Linked DNA regions of Lathyrus oleraceus: region 1 is linked to region 2. The links are chromatin contacts, called in public Hi-C maps. All regions are on one chromosome and are shown on one strand. The core of a region is the stretch at or near the end of the contact, and the rest is flanking DNA. Distances in the headings are between cores, read along the strand shown.

Evidence for each region. A called contact is a pair of places that touch in the nucleus more often than the background predicts.
Region 1: a Hi-C map of leaf shows a contact between it and region 2, with 10 times the contacts expected there. The contact joins the promoter of LOC127075854 here to the promoter of LOC127075852 in region 2. A contact is called at or near these places in 2 of 2 Hi-C or Micro-C datasets (both in leaf).

What each region holds. Positions count from the first base shown.
Region 1 is chr4:428,053,145-428,055,844 of CAAS_Psat_ZW6_1.0, forward strand. It overlaps LOC127075854 (peroxisome biogenesis protein 16), which reads right to left and starts at 1,303. Exons shown (of 8, transcript XM_051017348.1): 1 at 894-1,303. The coding sequence starts at 962.
Region 2 is chr4:427,627,962-427,630,661 of CAAS_Psat_ZW6_1.0, forward strand. It overlaps LOC127075852 (phospholipase D gamma 1), which reads left to right and starts at 1,336. Exons shown (of 10, transcript XM_051017345.1): 1 at 1,336-2,700. The coding sequence starts at 1,718.

The sequences.
Region 1 (2,700 bases), core at 53-2,552, 430 kb after region 2:
ATCAAGGACCATGCTTCTATCCAAATTGTTAATCTCAAGATCTTTCTTAATAATTTCTCCTATAGTCTTTCTAAGTCTTCCTCTTCCTCTAATTGTTTGACTTCTCTCCATCTTATCTACTTTCCTTATCAGAAAATCTACAGGTCTTCTCTCTACATGTCCAAATCACCTAAGTCTATTTTCCACGATCTTCTCTACTATAAATGCTACCCTGACACTCTAATATTTTCATTTCTAATCATATTTTGTCTAATCTTACCACACATCCAACGCAATATCCTCATCTTTATTACACTTAGTTTATTCTCGTGTTGATTCTTAACCACCCCAAATAATACATAATGTAGGTAATCATATATGTAGATGTCAAGTCAGTCTAAGAGACACCTGAGATGACTTCGAATAAAACTGCCGTGTTACAGAGATGACAATCACAATCACAAAAATGGTTGTTAAATTTGTTTTAAGATTGCATTTTTCAGTGCTATCTTATGAATATATGTTTACTGCAAAACACCAATTTGTACGATTTTATGAAGGAAATCGCAATATTACAATTATCATCAAAAGAATCATAGCATAGCCAAAACTAACAAACAACAAAATCCATATCAGAATCACCATTCTCCTCTAATATTCGGGTTACCCTTCACCAGTCATAGATATTGCAACAAGTATAAACTACCTATATAGCACCAACACTTCATATTAAAGCTGCATCGGATACCGATTCGACGCCGAAACATGTGGATACATTCAATCACTTCTATTTTCTCAAATTACTACATGTATCTATCTACATGTCATTGTAATGGATAACAGCACAAAATCATGACCATTCTAAACAATTGACTACAATACCGTAAAACTGTTAATCCAAAACACAAACTTACATTGGCCAAAGATTCTAAAGAGTGCACGTACTCTTTGTTCTGTCTCACCCATCTCTTATAAGCCTCCATAGCTTCAAAAACTACAAAAACAACAAAATCATAGACTAAGAAACAAAATCACTCTCGAATTCAAACTCGGAAGGTTCTGGAATCGATCCAGTTGAACAAGATGCGTGAATTGAAGATGGGTTTCAATCAGAAAAACACGGAACCGACAGAATGAAACCTAACGAGGATCTGTTTCTAACCGTTGATCTGTGCAAGGTTCTATAGCTCATGCACCGTTTCGATGAGAGGTGATTGATATCTTAAAGAATGGACGGTTATGATTCGGTGATGGCTTTTGAGACTGTGCAATTAAGAAAATATGAACTTTTTTTTTTGAACTAAGAAAAAATCAACTTATGCATAGGAAAAGAGATTCATGTAGTAATTGTGTGATTTCATTGTGGATTTTGATTATTTGATCTAAATTAATTTTGGGAAGGAGTGATTTGAGATGTTTAATCTAAATTAAAGGTGTTAAATTACCTATGTGTAAATGTGTAGAGTTTTCATTTAATTGGACCTTTTAACAGTGAGTTCTAACCATTACAAAATTTCATAATTAATAGATCTATAGAATATAAAAAATATTTATTACTCCCCCCTTCTCTCTCAATAAAATATATATTTTTTTAGATTTTTATATTTTTTAAGATAATACTTAGTTATGTTAATTTCAATGATAAAACGAATATTATTTATTCAAATAATTTTATTAATAATAACTAGTTGAGTAATTACATGATTTAAAATATAATAAAATAGGATAAATAAATAAAAAGAAATAATAAATATCACATTGGTATTTTAAAGAGATAATTAATTTGAGAGAGATAAAAATAGGAAAGAGGACATTGGTATTCTAAAGAGATAATTAATTTTTAAAATAGGAAACAGGCCCTAAGGCTTGTTTGAATGGCTTTTTGTTTTTAGTTTTTAAAAATTATTTTTGAAATCAATTTTAAAAAATTGTTTTAAAGAATAAAATAAAATAAAATCTATTTGACAATCTTATTTTTAAAAACTGTTTTAGAGATGAGAAAATGAAAAAACTTGTTTGATAGATGTATTTTTAAAATATATTTTAAAAATGAAATTTATATTATTTGTATTTTAATTTTATAATGATTTTTCAATATATTTTATTTTAATCTAGATATAGTTCGAAATATTTATAGTATAATATTTATCATATTAAATTTAAATGTAAAATTTATGATATATTTTTAGAATGTTTTTTTAATATATGTGGAGTGGATATTCAAATAATCATATTAATATCAAATTTACTCTATTTTATATTAATTATCTTTATATTCTTATCAAAAATTTCATTTCTATTAAAAAAAAATTGTTCCTTTTTAATTGTCACTTGTAAAGTTTAAGGAAGTTTTAACCGCATTTTTGTCAAAATTAACTCTAGATAATTATTATATATAGAGAGAAAAAGTAAAATGGATATAATAAATAATTAAGGATATTATAGGTAAAAGAAGAATTATTATTTGAAAAGTAACAATAATGATTAGTTTTTTTTAGTATAGATAAAAAGTTTTAAAAAAATGACAAGAACCTAGAGTACATTTTTTCTTAATTAAATACTTTGATTAGCCAATTAATAGTCAAATTACAATAATTAGATTTAATTTCATTCATTGATTAGTTAATTAAGATTAAATTTATGGAATTTATATTTAAAAATAATCATTTATATAATATTACATTAATCATAAATTAGTATTATAAGACTTGGTATCAATAC
Region 2 (2,700 bases), core at 86-2,585:
TGCATTCATATCATATCATAAGCATTTTTGCGGTATCTTAGGGCCAAAAATTGGGTCTTATGTATTTAAATCTCTTCAATCTCGTTGAGACGAAGATTTCAATCTTCATATCTCCGAATTGAAGAAACTTAAATAGGGGCATCTGTCATACCATAATTTTTAATCCTAAGATCCCATATGTCATTTATATCCTTGCATACAAACAAGATCACATCTTTGTCATATCCCTCTTATCTTTGGATTTTCCTTTTGTAAGGATCATCAAACACCTCTTTGTTGGCGTTTTACCTTTGTATTTATATGTACATTGCTTATCTAACCACTAATCAAAGATATATATATATATATATATATATATATATATATATATATATATATATATATATATATATATATATATATATATATATATATATATATATATATATATATATATATAGAGAGAGAGAGAGAGAGAGAGAGAGAGAGAGAGAGAGAGAGAGAGAGAGAGAGAGAGAGAGAGAGAGAGAGAGAGAGAGAGAGAGAGAGGTTCAATTTTATTTTTAACTTACTTCAAATCATTGTCTTTAATTTAGATTTAATCGATGACTGACGTATAAGACTTCTTAACTAATATGAATTAATTGAAAACCTTAATAAAAAATAGGTTTTTAAATAGTCTTTCAGGTCATACCAGACTTTAAAAAGGCAAGACCATACCAAAAAAAGAGTTTATAGTAGGTCATAAGACAAACCCGTGCTTTGTAAATTTATCGTAGGTCAGTCTCAGATTTTATAAATTTATCGTAGGTCAGACTCAGACCTTCTAAAATCTAACATAGCCTAATCTATTTTCATCCCTAATCATAGTTATAAAAATAAATAAATAATAATTAAAAATTTGATGTGATAAAGAAAAGATCTTACATTAAAAAAAACTATTTTAACAAACATTTAATATGAGTTCGAGAAAGGGGGGTGTAATATATTTTATATAAAAATGGAAAATAATATATTATTTTAATTTTATATTTATAAATTAAATAATTTAGCTAAAAAAATGGATATAGAATATCTAAAAATCTATCAAATAAACTTATAGAAATAACATTCTCTATAATAATTGATTAAAAAAACAAATTGTAAAACCATCAAATAAACACATCTTAATAGCTAAACTATACCATCTCAATTTTTTTTAAAGATATCTTAATATCTAAGTTATAAGACCTTTAATCTTTTTATTTTTTAATTTATTAAATAATTAATATATTTAATCTAGATCAAAAATATTATTCAATGAATTTAATAAATATAAGCTATATATGTTATTAAAAAAGTAACATTTCTTCCCCTTCAACCTGTAAGAGCCGTATGCCGCGTGTGAGCTTTGTACACATCGTCAATGGTGGGACCAAGCTGACCTGGTGTGCATGAGAAAAACCAGAGAAACTCCATAAACTTTCTTCTCTTTCAAATCTTCCAAATCGCAAAATCTTCAAAATCCATTAACTTTCCCTCTTTTACCTCATAAAATCCCCCCTTTCAGTTTCAGCTAGGTTCAGTTTTTACCCACCATTGATCCGTTTCAGGGTACCTTCGATTACCCTTTTGTGCATATGCATCAAAGGTCAAATCTTTAATAGGATCCTCCATGACCCTTGTATGCATATGCAATAAAGATCAAATTTTGAATTGTTCTTCTGCATAATCATCATTCAATTTTGAGGTTTGATTCATGGATAATCATGGTCCTCCACATCCATATGGATATCCAAACCCATATGGATACCCTCCATATTCCTATCCATCTCCATATTCATCATATCCACCTCCACCTTCATCTCAATCTCAAGATCCTGCTGATCCACATCAACCTCCACCTGCAGCTGCACCTTATTCACCATATCCACCAAATTCTTCATACCCCTTCAACTACAACTACTCCTATCCACCACCACCTCCTCCATCAAACCCTTCACAGTATCCTCCTCCTCAACAATCTCATGCTTATCCTTATCCTTACCCTTACTCTTACCCTTATCCCTATCCTTACCAAGCCCTTCCAATTAAAGATGATCCAAACTCTCCTCAGAGTTCTGCTTACCCTACTTTGAGTGATCTTATGAACAATGCTCAGATATCTGATAACAGACCAAATACACCTCCATTATTTACACATTCCAATTCAGTTTCAACCGAAGAGAGACAAGAAGACTTTTGTGGCCATTCTAGTCATCATTCCTTTTCAGGTTTTGAAAATTCTTACTCTGATTTGGGGGGTTCACCCAAACTTTCAGCTGCTTCATCGGATGACTCAGTGTATAACCAGAGTTTGCAGATTGTTCCTGTTCAGAATAAAGGGTCTCTCAAATTTTTGCTCCTGCATGGTAATTTAGATATATGTATTCATGGAGCTAAGAATCTTCCTAATATGGATATGTTTCATAAGACTTTAGATGATATGTTTGGCAAATTTCCTGGTAATGTGGGTAATAAGATTGAGGGAACAATGAGTAGGAAGATTACTAGTGATCCTTATGTTTCGATTTCTTTGTTAAATGCTGTAGTTGGTAGAACTTTTGTGATTAGCAATAGTGAAAATCCTGTTTGGGAGCAACACTTTTATGTTCCTGTTGCACATAATGCTGCTGAAGTGCATTTTGTTGTTAAGGATAGTGATGTGGTTGGTTCACAACTTATTGGTGTCGTAGCGATTCC